Linked DNA regions of Sus scrofa: regions 1 and 3 are each linked to region 2. A link is a contact called in public Hi-C and HiChIP or PLAC-seq data. All regions are on one chromosome and are shown on one strand. Each heading gives the region's core, a stretch centred on a gene start, on an enhancer-like site or on the middle of the called end of the contact. The rest is flanking DNA. Distances are from core to core; before and after follow the strand shown. Region 1 has its middle 70 kb from the start of PIK3CG. Region 2 overlaps PRKAR2B (cAMP-dependent protein kinase type II-beta regulatory subunit). Region 3 overlaps PIK3CG (phosphatidylinositol-4,5-bisphosphate 3-kinase catalytic subunit gamma).

Region 1 (4,727 bases), core at 1,129-3,628, 170 kb after region 2:
TAGCCTGGGAACCTCCATATGCCGTGGATGTGGCCCTAGAAAAGACAAAAAAAGACCAAAAAAAAAGAGTGCTCAGAGTTCCCTTGTGGCTCAGCAGTAATGAACCTGACTAGTAACCATGAGGATGAGGTTTCGATCCCTGGCCTCACTCAGTGGGTCAAGGATTCATCATTGCCGTGAGCTGTGGTGTAGGTCGAAGATGTGGCTTGGATCCGGTGTTGCTCTGGCTGTGGCGTAGGCTGGCAGCTGCAGCTCCAATTCAATCGACCCCTAGCCTGGGAACTTCCATATGCTGAGGGTGCAGCCCTAAAGAGACAAAAATAAAATAAAATAAAATAAATAAGTGCTCGGCACAACATTGTAAATTAATTATACCTTAATGAATTTCTTTTTAAATAAATAAAATAGAGTAGTTGGCATAGGCATCATTCAGAGGCAAGGTTCAGGGCTGTGGGGTTTTAGCTGTGCAGATGACCAGAGCAGAGTGGCTCAAGCTGAATGAAGAGCCCTCACAAGGCCAGAAGGTGGGAGCCTGAGGCTCTGGTTAGTGATGAGGTGGGGGCATTTTCACCTCTGGCAACTGAGCTAAACCAGAAGTGAGGCCTGATGGTGTCTGAGATATGGGTGGGGCTGTGGCTCCTGAGACACTGTGCTGGTGCTGAGGGCCAGCTGCCACTGATATCGCAGCATTTCTGGGCTGAGGTGCAGAAGGTGAGGGTGGGGCCCTGGGCCAGGTACTGGGATCATGCAAAGATCTTGTTCCCCTGCACCCTCCATGGTGGCAGCGCCCAGGCTCCCCCACCCCCAAAGGGCTGCTTGGGCCCCCAGTGCCTGTCCTCTTCTAGTCCTGTCATGTCCAGACCCCCACCCGGACCCCTCAGGGCAAAAGGCCTGCTCGAGATGTCAGGAGGGGAGCACCCAGGCTGAGCTGACAAGCATTGCTGATGAGTTAGGGGACTGACTGAACTTGACATTGGGTGGAAGAAAGGCAGGTAGAGCCTGATGAACTTTGGCTTATGCTTTGCCTCTGCGCCTTGTTGGTTGAGAGACCTTTTAGGAGTTATGCTCAAGTTATGCTCCTCTAAGAGCCCCAGGGAATGCAGGGCAGCTTTCGGGTTTTGAGATTTTGAAGCCCTTCGCCTTTGGTTTTTTTTTGTTTGTTTTTTAATTTTTCGAGATGTAATTCACATACCATAAAATGTGTACAATTCAGTGGGTTTTTAAAAGCCTTTTTTTAAAACAATGTTGTGTTCGTTTCAGGTGTACTGCAAAATGATTCACTTATACATTATCTGTCATCAACTATCCTTCAGATTCTTTTCCATTAAGCTTATTAAAAGATATTGAATATAATTCCCTGGGCTATACAGCAGGTCCTTGCTGTTTATCTATTTTGTATATAGCAGTGTGTGTATGTTAATTCCACCCTCCTAACTTACTCCTCTGCAAGTGGTTTTTAAAGTTTTCGCAAGAGTGTGCAACCATCAACTACCATCTAATTCCAGAACGTTTTTCTCAATCTATTAGCATTCACACAGCATCCCCCCTCCCCCCTGCCTCCCATCTCGGCCCCAGCCACCAGAAATCTCCTGTCTCCATGGACTTGCCTATTCCAGCCACTTCATATAAATGGAATCCTGCATACGTGGCCGTTGTGGACAGGCAGCTTTCTCCTAGCATAAAGTTTACAAGGGCCATCCATGTTGTACTATGACTCAGCAGTTCATTCTTTTTATGGCTGAATAATAGTCTCTCTCAGGTTTAGTTGGCATCAGGGGTTGGGGGATTTCTGTAGCGCCTACTTCTCTGCCCAGATTTGTCACTGGCAAGCAGTCAGCCTCTCTCTTCCCCTGAGCCTGAGGCTTGTGTACAAATACTTTTGCTTTTATTGCCTCCTACGTTCTGGGTATGAGTCTTCCTTGGGATTCTGTCAAGATGTGAAAACAGAGATAATGGTTATTTTCTCACAGGTTGTTGTGAGGATAATTGAAGCAGGTTATGGGGAAGTCTACCCTCTCCCTCTGTATTGCATATGCTGCCTAGAGAACGCTGTTCCCACATTAAATAAGACCCCATCTGGTCTTCCTGCCCCTGTGACCAGGTCTGGGCATGGGCCTCTGGGGAGTGGGAGTGGGAGTTATGATTAAGCTGTGTCCTAGGTTCTGGGGTGCTTCTGACTGTGGTGCTGGATTAAGGGGCTACTGGCTTAATCCCAGGGAGGCAGGAAGCAGTGGGTGTCTGGGAGATGCTTGGCTCAGAGAGTTCATTAGATAAGCACTTGAAAGGAAAGCTAATGAATGAGTGAGTGGAAGTGACTCTAGAAGGCTGCTCGGTCTCCGGCCGGAAGTGCTGAGCTGGTATCCTGGTGCAGACACTTCCTCATCTCATGCTGCGGGTCCTTGGCCTGGCCAGTCACCCCTCCCCTTGCCACGTCTCTCCATCAGGGAGTGATGCTTTGGAACTGGAGGACCTTTGTCAGAATAGATGGGAGACACTTCTTGGGCACTGAGACTCCAGGCTGGGCAGTGGCGTTTGGCAAACGGTTAGAGCCTTGATCAAACTATATATAACTGAAGGACTCAGAAATGCAAGTTAAAAGGGAATGGTTTGGGGAAAGAGTGGAGAAAAGAGAAAAGGTGACAGCGCCCCTGTTCAGTTTCAGAATACCCCTCTTTTGTGACCCATGTTCCTTATCAACCCAGGTCTGTCTCATTCATTCTGGTCACCTGGAGCCGCCAGTCTAGGTCTGCATCATCCCAAGGCAGCGGAATCACCTGAGGAGGCGGAAATCCCAGGCGGTGCAGGCAATGCGCATGCCTAATGAGGTCTCCAGGTGGTTCTCGCGTGCCTCACGCTGGGGGCGTGGAGTTGGCGTCGCTCCTCCCTCACCTCGAAGGAAACCGCTTACAGGCAGCAAGATGCAGTCTTCTGTTCATGGAGGGGACATGGGCTTCAGGAGCAGGGGGCTCTCGGACCCAGCGGGCCTTCCTTGGAGGCGTTCATAGGACTTCTTTTTCGCTCTGATGGCCGCTGTTCCTGCTCCCCTGGCTCCGAGGCTACAGACTGCTTTTCCCGGGGCAGGAGGGTCTCGCCTGCCCAGAGCCATCCTCATGGGTTCCAGTATTTGGGTAGGGGAAGTAGTCTCAACAAGCGGGCTTAGGCGCCAGGACCGTCTCTCATCAGTTTCGATTGATGGACAAGTTATTTGACCTTTTAACTCCACATTTTAAATCCGAGCAACCTCCCTTATGCGGCTGTTGTGAAGCTCCGATAAAATAATGTAGTCACGGAAGGACACTGTAAATTGCGAAGTGCGATAAAAATGTTCATCCGCTTATCGTGGCGGAGCCTCCAAGCCCCCTTTTCCTCAGGAGCGTTTAGCATCTCGCCAGGGGATCTGAACTCATCTCTGTTGCTGAAGTTGTGGGACTGACACCAAGGAGTCAGGAGCAAACCTGTCGGTGAGTAAACCCTGGTCAACATGGGGCTGCCAAACTGGATGGGGGGACAGAGGTTTGTTTTTTGTTTTTTGTTTTCCTAACAAAGGGACAAAAAGCACAGTGAGCCGTGGTGACTGGATTCCTTGGGGTCCTTGGTTCTTTTGGGGGGTTCAAACGATGGGAGAACAGATGGCCAGGAAAAAGTGAAGCCAGCAAGGGAGTAGGGCCAGTGCATTGGGGCCCAGGGAGCCAAGGGCTGGGGAGAGCCCTCTCAGGGTGGCCCAGGTGGCAATGTGGTGCCAAAGGCTGCAGCTGAGACGCATGGAGAGGAAATGAAGCCTGGACTGTAGCTTCCTCTGTGACCCTATATAACACCCCAGCTTCCTCAGAGGGCCCCTAATGTTTCCTCTGTCCTGGGGGTGTTAGCCCAGCCCAGGAAATCCCCACTGCTCTCCCTGTCCCAGGCAACATGTCCCATCACCTTCGTGCTCCCACCTCCTCTCCCCTCCCTGCCACTGGCAGGAGAAAGGGGCATCATTTTGTTTTTGTTGTGTCAAAGGTCGAGGCAGGTGATGGGGGTGGCGGCCCCTACAGCAGGTCTGTTTTTCTTGAGTAATTCCCTTTATGGGGAAGAAGCAGGGAGAGGAGGCATTTGAGTAGGAGGAAGTGGTGGGGCATGCAGGAGTCTGGACGGCTTGTAGTTTGCTGTTGCTGGGCAGGGCTCTGAGGAAAGAGAGGAGGAGAGAAAAGAGAGCCCTGGGCAGCATTCCCGAAGCCATCACGGTCACCACAGCTGTGCCACGGCTCAAGTTCGCCTGAGAGCAAGTGGTCTGCTTAGAATGAACATCCCAGAGGCCCACCAAGAGCTCAGATCCAAGCTCTGTGCTCCTGTCCCAGGGAGGCGATGAGGCTCTGCAGAAATGCTTCTATCATTGCTTGTGTGTGATTTCCTTTCCACTTAGGAGATGCTTCCTCCTCTAACTCTCTTTATTCTCACAACGATCCTGGAAGGCAGGTTGAGCCAGTTCTTTTTGTTTGTTTTTGTTTTTGTTTCTTTTTTGGCCCCTCCTATGGCATATGGAATTCCCTGGCCAGGGATGGAACCCAAGCTGGAGTTGGGACCCATGCGACAGCTGCAGCAATGTGAGATCCTTAACCGGCTGCACCAGGCTGGTCATTGAACCCATGTCCCTGCTGCTGCAGAGATACCATCGATCCTGTTGTGCCACAACTGGGAACTCCTTGAGTCAGTTTTATCAACTCATTCATTTCTTATCAAAATTTAAA
Region 2 (4,297 bases), core at 421-2,920:
AAAAGAGAGGGAGAAGCATTTTGGATCTGTCTTTCGCCTGGTTGGCAGGTTCAACTCCAGACTTGACTGGGAAACAGAAGGCTAACAGTCTTAGTGCACAGTCTTAGTGCACAGTCTTAGGGCACAGTCTTAGGGCACAGTCTTAGTGCCCAAACGGTCAGCATCCAGCAGTTGCTTAATCAACCCCAAACGAAGCTACCTATGAGAACTGAAATGCGGCAGCTGCCTGACTTCTGTCATAACAACTTTTATAAAAGATGTTCAGTCCAAAGAAAGACTCCACTCACCAAACCCCACAGAGCACCAGGAGAGGTAGCGGTGATCGTTGCTGCTCTGGGCGTGTTGTACATTAAGGCCAGCTCGCCGAAACTCCCACGATTGTCGTAGTTCCCAACACACCTCCCAACACCGTCGCATTTCACATAAATATCAAATGTCCCTCTGTTGGACAGGTGGAAGAAAAGATGTAAAAGTAATTCAAGCTAAATCTCACTGCAAAATACACAAGCCCTGGGCAATAAAATCTCCATCTTTCTGGGTTGTTTTGTTTTGTTTTGTTTTTTTAACATCACTTATCGCTTAGTCTTGCTGCTTGGACGTCATGACACATTTGCCTGTCTGGAAGGGTAAACAGTAAGAGGTTCCCTTCTGCCCTGGCCCAGCCATCCAACTTCCTCCCAGAAATGCTGCTGCTCCCAGCATCTTCCACATCCGTGCAGAGGTCTTCCCACTGGGGAGCAGCAGTAGCTGGGGGCATGCCCAGGGAGCCCCTCTCAGGCACATCAGGGTAATAGGAACCCTCCCCAGATTGTCATCCATGGGTGACAGTTGTTGCTGGGCTCTTATTGTCCTTTCTCTTCTGTTGACCATAATAAAAGGGCATCAATGTGTGACACAGATTCCTCCACCCCAGTTCCAGACAAGCAGAAAGATAAGACCATCAACGGGACTAAGGTGAGGCCTATATTTGTGCCTGCTGGGGCCACTGAGACTAAACTGCACATATTTAAGATAATACATGATCAAAATATAATGAGGAATGCAACCAAACAGAAAATGCAAAGATAGCCATCTGAAGGGATGCGTGTACAAAACTGCTGACTGCAGTGACCTCTGAGCCTAAGAATCACGGAAGATTCTAGGGGCATTCATTTAAAGAGCCTTTGTTTCTCTAATAAACATGTATGACTTGTGAGAACAGAAGAATAGCTTGGAGTTCCCTGGTGGCTCGGTGGGTGAAAGATCTGGTGTTGTCATTGCTGTGGCTCTGGTTACAGCTGTGGCATGGGTTCGATCTCTGGCCCAGGAACTTCCACATGCCGCAAATGAAGCAAAAACGTTTTGAAGGAGTTCTCATTATGGTACAACAGGATTGGCAGCATCCTGCAGGTTCAGTCCCCGGCCCAGAACAGTGTGTTAAGGATCCAGTGTTGCTGCAGCTGTGGCAAAGGTTGCAGCTGTGGCTCAGATCTGATCCCTGGCCCAAGGCGCTCCGTATGCCACAGGGCAGCCAAAAAAAAAAATAATACTGCTCTAGCAATCTGGTCAGCCACAACTGTATAGGACTCACAGGATCCTTTACATTCTAAATAAGGGACTGGAACACAGGAGCCCAAAGCAGGCTGCCTGCTTCCTTAAATCAAGTTTTATGGGAATGACAAGCACACCAGCTGTTTCTGCATTATCAGTAGCTGACTCATGCTAGACAGCAGTGTTGAGCAGTTGCAACATAGATCTCATGGCCTGCAGACCCTACAAAATTTACTCCCTGGCTCTTTAGATCATCTGGCCCTTTGTTAGACTGACCCTCAAACTAAAGCAAAAAGTGATAGAAATGCACACTAAATATCTAATCCTGGTCTTTTTATGGTATTTTCATGGTTATCTTTTAACTGCATTTCTTTTCCTAGGCAAATAAAACTCTGGATCACTGTACTGCATATCATCCAGATCCTATGTTTCCATAAACTTCATTCTTCCTCTGGAGAACACTTTCCAGGTACTGTATTTTATCAGAGAAGGTTTCAAGGTTTGCTCAAACACCTGTGAGGGCAGATAGGCAAAATTTTGTGGCTTTATTCTGTGGCTAAACCCTAGCAAAGACAAAACATAGAGAGCTTTTAAGATTAAGGGAATGATTACGAACAGTAGAGGTAAAACAAAAGCAAAAACATAAGATATTAGACAAAAGGTATTCAAAAATAAGAATAATTGGTTTGGGGAGTTCCCTTGTGGTCTAGTGGTTAGGACTTGGTGCTTTCACTCAGCCCTGGATTCAATCCCTGGCCTGGGAACTGAGAGCCTACATCAAGCTGTTGCACACCATGGTCAAAAAACTTTTTAGAAATAAAATAAATTTTTTTTTTTTTTGCTTTTTAGGGCCGCACCTGAGGCATATGGAAGTTCCCAGGCTAGGGGTCTAATCAGAGCTACAGCTGCCGGCCTACGCCACAGCCACAGCAACATGGGATCTTTAACTCACTGAGCAAGACCAGGGATCGAACCTACAACCTCATGGTTCCTAGTCGGATTTGTTTCCACTACACAACATGAACTCCCAAAATAAAATTATTTTTAAAAAAATAATTAAAAAATAAAAATGCTTTAGCTATTGATAGAATTCGAATTTTAAAAGGAGAGTAACTGGTTTTTTAAATATAATTCATGGCTAGAAGCGTTGTTTCAGAGATAGCTTCCAGAATTTGTTTCATGCATAGTATTGTTGAGTACAGATTTGTTCGTCTCTTTATACTTTTGCTCTAAAATGGTTTTCCACATTTCTGCTTTGAATAGGATAAAATACACAACAAATATCCTGATGAGAAGGATAGTCACAGATCAGTCCTGTTAAAATCACATCAGTCTAAAACTGCTGAAATACTGTGTGCTGCTTTTTCAGATTTCTCATCCGAGAATGTGAGGCCCTGGGCAGTGCAGGGCCAACGGAGAGGGGACACACGGTGGTCAAGAGACCTGCACGCTGAACTGGCGCCAAACCCATCATCTGGGTGACCTCGCATCACTTCTGTGTGCCTGGGAGTTTTCATCTGTCAAAGGGGTGATGAGGATCTAACTGGAAAGGGAGGGTACTGTATACAAATGCATGGAGTTCTTCTAGTCAAAAATTATCCCTGTGCTGTATTCGGGGTTCCTATAATTTAATACAATTAAAGAGCTGAGTGAATTTCTGAGGCTTTTTGTTGATGAAGGCTGTTAATGGTACCAAAATCATGACCTTAATTTATATGTGGGAAAATTCTAAAATCATAGTGTCCCCTCAGCCCTGGCTAGTGCAGCCCACAGGTCACCAAGGCCTCAGGGATGAGGGCCTGGAGGGCTCAGAGGGCACCTGTGACGATGCAGGAAAGGTACCACTCACAGAGCCCAGATCAGGAAACAATGCCTAAGCAGAGAGACAGACAGAAAGGCCTCTGAGGAGAACACAACTCAACCCAGTGCAATCCACCAAATCAGGCTGGGAGCTGGTCTGTGTTCTGCACCAGTGGGCGGGGGTAAGGGTGCCGAATGTCTCATCAACACTTTATCGCTGCTCTTCAGAGGAAATGAAGACTCAGTTTAGACTGCTCTCCAAGCACATTTTAGGTCTGTTACTTCATTATTGCTGAAAGCACACTGTTCTTTTATTTACTTTTTATTGAAGGGTAGTTGGCTTACTATGTTGGTCATTTCTACTATACAGCCAAGTGATTTGGCTATACATACATATATATATAAAATCATTTCCATGTTCTATCATGGTTTACCACAGAGTATTGAATATAGTTCCCTGTGCTATACAGGAGGACTTGTTGTTCTATATAACAGTTTGCATCTGTTAATCGCAAACTCCCAATCCTTCCTTCCCCAAGTCCCTCCCTCTGGGCAACCACAAGGCTGTTTTCTATCTATGAGCCTCTTTCTTCTGTTTCATAGATAAATTCATTTGTGTCATATTTTAGATTCCACATACAAGTGATGTCATATGGTATTTGTCTTTCTCTGACTTACTTCACTTAGTTTGATAATCTCTAGGTCCACTCATGTTGCTCCAAATGGCATTGTTTCATTCTTTTCATGGCTGAGTAGTATTCCACTCTGTGCAAGTGTGCATGCATGTGTCTGCAAGTGCTACCTCTTCTTCATCCATTCATGTGTTGATGGACGTTAAGGTTGTTTCCATGTCTCAGCTATTGTGCATGCTCCCGCTATGAACATAGGGGCGCGTATATCTTTTTCTTTTAATTTTTATTCCTTTTTTTCATCAATTATCTTCACATTTTTTTCATTTTTTAAAGTT
Region 3 (4,273 bases), core at 419-2,918, 200 kb after region 2:
GCTATAACATGTCTACCATTAACAGTGGTGTAAACATTTCATTATAGGCATGGTTCTCTGTACAGGGGGACATACGGTGATTTAAAAGGATGAGTTAGCAAGGAAGAGGAGCTCTTTCTAGATACCTTAGGAGGTGGAGAAAGGCACAGTGGGCAAGGAGGCAGTGTTACCTACATCTTCAAAGGCCATGTGGGACTTTCAAACCCTGGCTGCAGATTAGAATCAATTGGAGTAATTAGAAAAACACTAATGTCTGGGCCTCATCCCAAACAAATTAATTACAACCCGAGGTGGACACTCAGGCAGGGTATTTTTTTAAAGTATCCCTGGTGATTCTGATGTGCAGCAAGGTGAAGAATCATTGGGCTTTTGCATACTCGAAAAGAAAGGTTTTGGCTACACCAGAATCAAACAGATCTCAATTCGAACATTTAAAGATTAAATATATATATTTATATCTAATTCTACTTAAACATAGACATCACTAACTTATTTCTATGCAAAGTATTACCTCTAGGTAATTAAAAATATTTTATAAATACTTTAATGATCTTTCTCTGTTAAACACTTCCAATAAATAGGGAAACATTTAAGAGATGAAAGGAGTTTTCAAAGCAGACGTTTCAACTTTTTTAGGAAATCTGAAGACTGCGCCGGAGTGTAAAAGTCCTGTAAAATGCAGGATGGGCAGGGCAAGTAGTGTTCCTCCCAACTTGGAGTACTTTTTACACATCACATATCTTCTTCCATTAAAGAAGGAAGTGAAAACTGCTCAGGCCAAAATTTAAAATTAAGGCATCTGGAAGCTAAACCACATTTTCTAGGATGTCTCCTTTAATAACAAGCTTTAGAAACAACACACAACAAAAAACATCCTTACAAATAAGTACCTAAAATTCTAGTATCCCGAGAGGAGAAATTCCTTTTCAACTAATTTTTGAATTCTGGGGTAAAGGTGTTTCTGAAGATGTCACGATTCTGAGTAAAGAGTTGTGGGCAACTGGGAAAGAGGGAAGCAGGGTACAAGGGGGGTGGGGAATAGAAAGGCCCTGCATGAGTCCCTTCGTTACTTGCTGTTTCTGTGCTGGCGAAGGTCTAGCCCAATTGTACTTGATGGTTCTTCACTCTGTGGGCAGAGCTGAGACAAATGTTCCCTGGAACCAGACCAGCAGAGAAAGGCCAGGGCACAAAGATTCAGATTTTCCATTTCGTGTTCGTGAGTCTCAGTGGTATCGGAAGCTAACTGCAGAAGACCCTGAAAAGACAAGCTCGCTTTGCTGGCACATCCCTCACATCTGCAGATGTGCAGGGGATTTTGGGGAAGCATTCTCTAAGGAATGAGGCATGGTTACAATGATCACAGTTTTTTTTTTTTTTTCCTGTAAGGAGTTTGAGAAACCCAAGGATAACCAAAATTGAGAGGATACCCAGCTGACAATAGATGTTACCAATTATTGTAAAGAATTTCAGAAGCACTCAGTACCAAGAAAGTTGAAACTTCAGAGGTCATTAGGCCACTTAAATTTAGAACAGTCTCCAACATGACTGAGGGGGCACATGAGAAAAAACAAACATGCAAATAAGCCTAACACTGAACATTACTTAAACATGCCAAGGTTTTTCTCCAGTGAAGAGTTCAGTTAGGGGAAGAGCTATATTTCTCAAGTGCCAGCTTTCATAATGTCCCACTACATGACATCAAGTTCGATGACTGTCCTGCTGACGTAAAGCATTAGAACACTAACTTGTTTTAAACTCTAGCCCAAAGTATTACGCGGAATGCTTCTCCCCTTGTTTGATGCCAAGAACAAGATGTAAGAACCAGTTAAACTGCACGGTCCATCCTTTGTCTCTGCAAACTTCAATCTGATCCAGAAAATACTTTTTAGCATCCTCCTCACTTTTGCCCACTGTGAGGGCATCCCGAATGTATTCAATGTCTTCTTTGCTGGTTAACTGGGGCATTCCTGTCATCAGCATCATGGAGAAGAGGATGATCAGTAGGTTTGTGTGATGACGAAGGGCTAGGTAAGCCTTGACGCAGACATCCTGGATAAAAGGAAGGAACGCTGTTAACTGTTGTCACTGTAACAAAGTAGCCTGGGAGTTCCCGTCGTGGTGCCGTGATTAACGAATCCAAATAGGAACCATGAGGTTGTGGGTTCGATCCCTGGCCTTGCTCAGTGGGTTAAGGATCCGGCGTTGCCGTGAGCTGTGGTGTAGGTTGCAGATGTGGCTCAGATCCCAAGTTGCTGTGGTTCTGGCACAGGCTGGCGGCTACAGCTCTGACTGGACCCCTAGCATGGGAACCTCCATATGCCACGGGCACAGCCCAAGAAATGGCAAAAAAAGACAAAAACAAAAAACAAAACAAAACACCAACAACAAAGTAGCCTGAAGACCAGTGGGCTGTTTTGGAATTTACATGGCATTATCCTGTCCCTGAGAGGAGATCATGACAAGCCAGGAAGGTCCCCTGTCTCCAATGAAGCACTTGACTAGGAACATAAACTGCTGTTATAATCTCTGAAGCACTGCACTGTGGTGGTACACCTCCAGGGTGTGCTCAAGGAAAACTAACTGATACACCGTTTCATCTTTTTTACTCTCCTTTTTTTTTACTTTGGTTCCTTTCCTAGGGAATTGAGGGTGGACATTTCTTTAGGCTGGGAGTCAGTTTTTGAACACCTCCTACTGGAATCAATAAACCTTATGTAAGCATAAATAATGTTTGCCAAGAGCTAATGGAATCCAAAAAAGAGCTGGAAACAGGGCGTTTGAAATTTAGCTGGTTTTCATATTTATTTTACAATGTGACCTACTCTAAGGTAATAGATGAATTAGCTTTTCATTGTCTGACTCTCAAAATTGTTAATGATCTTTGAAAATTCAATATAAATTTGAATACTGAGTGAGAGAGGGCTTTCAACAAGGCAGTGTCTGATGCCTCTTCTAAAAGCCTTGGAGTAAGTGATACATGTGAGTTGAGTCCACTTCTTAAGCAACAGGCTTGCTCATTTCAATTAAAATGTTCTAATGTGAAGAAAAAAACTGAAAGGGTTTCAATTTTGCCACATGAGAATAGCCCAACCTTAATATCATAATTTGGGAAGATGTTGTGTTAAAGCTGAAATGAATGATTACAGGTTTAAATATTTCAAATAAAACACTGAGTAAAATGTTAAGAGAATGACAAACTGTAGCCAACTAGGCAGTCACAAAATTGCAAGAGTAGTTCATCATAAGGTACTAGATTAAAATCTACTTTTAATTTTTATGAAAGTAACATATAACTTAACATGTACCTAAAATGTAATGATATGAAGAATTATCTGAGTTACCACTCAAAATCATTCTGAATAATGAGTCCTGGAAAAAGAAATGTATAAAATCAGAAAAGTGAGGGTAAAATCGCTAGTATTTATTTTATTTTAATTATTTATTTTACTTTTTTGGGGGTCATACCTATGGCATATGGAAGTTCCTAGGCTAGGGGCTGAATTGAGCGATAGCTGCTGGTGTATACCACAGCCACAGCAATGTGGGATCCAAGCTGCTGCTGTGACCTATACCACAGCTCACAGCAATGCCATATCCTTAACCCACTGAGTGAGGCCAGGGATTGAACCTACATTCTCGTGGATCCTAGTCAGGTTTGTTAACCACCAAGCCACAAGTGGAACTCCAAAAGTCACTGGTATTTATAAATAACAATCATCTTCTTGGAACACCGAAGTGGGGAAAAACTAAAATACTACTGTAACTAGTTTTTTAAAATTAAACTAGCTTTTTATAAAGTTAATGAAAAAAGCCACCAACTCACTGGTAAAAGGCAAACATATAGTAAAGGTAGGAAATCAGCCACACACAACTATGATATCAAAACCAGTAATCATGAAAAACAGAGTATGACTGCAGAATATTGGCAAGGCATTTTAAATTAAGAGACCAACAACTTAAAACACTTTTGTATGTATATATAAACTGCTATTTCCATACCTCATGATAACTGCAAACCAAAAATCTATCATAGATACATACACAAAAAAAAAGGCAACCAAACACAACACTAATGACAGTCTTAAAACTACAAGACAAGAGATCAAAAGAGGAAGGGAAGAAAAACGACCAACAAAAGCAAATCTGAAACAATTAACAAAATGGCAATAAGAACATACATGTCAATAATTACCTTAATGTAAATAGATTAAAGGCTCTAAAGGTATAGACTGGCTGAATAGATACAAAAACAAGACCATATATATATGCTGTC

Evidence for each region. Hi-C and Micro-C count contacts between places; a contact is called where the count stands out from the background. HiChIP or PLAC-seq counts read pairs in DNA pulled down with a chosen protein or histone mark.
Region 1: a Hi-C map of alveolar macrophages shows a contact between it and region 2, with 3 times the contacts expected there. The contact joins two enhancer-like sites. A contact is called at or near these places in 1 of 5 promoter capture datasets (liver), 21 of 47 Hi-C or Micro-C datasets (alveolar macrophages, blood, brain and 12 more) and 2 of 2 datasets of contacts at active chromatin or transcription factors (alveolar macrophages and skeletal muscle).
Region 3: a contact with region 2 is called in an H3K27ac HiChIP or PLAC-seq map of alveolar macrophages. The contact joins two enhancer-like sites. A contact is called at or near these places in 1 of 47 Hi-C or Micro-C datasets (embryonic fibroblasts) and 1 of 2 datasets of contacts at active chromatin or transcription factors (alveolar macrophages).

Annotation. Positions count from the first base shown.
Region 1 is chr9:106,772,637-106,777,363 of Sscrofa11.1, reverse strand. No RefSeq gene overlaps it. Among named protein-coding and RNA genes, the nearest start is that of PIK3CG, 70 kb to the right of the region's middle. Within about 2 kb of position 2,378, at least 15 of the 83 cell types and tissues checked have an H3K27ac peak or open chromatin away from gene starts, as enhancers often do. A contact at or near this core is called in alveolar macrophages, where this site is marked.
Region 2 is chr9:106,938,269-106,942,565 of Sscrofa11.1, reverse strand. It overlaps PRKAR2B (cAMP-dependent protein kinase type II-beta regulatory subunit), which reads right to left. Exons shown (of 11, transcript XM_021102599.1): 6 at 288-441. Among named protein-coding and RNA genes, the nearest start is that of HBP1, 26 kb to the left of the region's middle. Within about 2 kb of position 1,670, at least 7 of the 83 cell types and tissues checked have an H3K27ac peak or open chromatin away from gene starts, as enhancers often do. A contact at or near this core is called in alveolar macrophages, where this site is marked.
Region 3 is chr9:106,742,211-106,746,483 of Sscrofa11.1, reverse strand. PIK3CG (phosphatidylinositol-4,5-bisphosphate 3-kinase catalytic subunit gamma) reads right to left here. Exons shown (of 11, transcript NM_213939.1): 11 at 1,364-2,049. The coding sequence ends at 1,771. Among named protein-coding and RNA genes, the nearest start is that of PIK3CG, 39 kb to the right of the region's middle. Within about 2 kb of position 1,668, at least 2 of the 83 cell types and tissues checked have an H3K27ac peak or open chromatin away from gene starts, as enhancers often do. A contact at or near this core is called in alveolar macrophages, where this site is marked.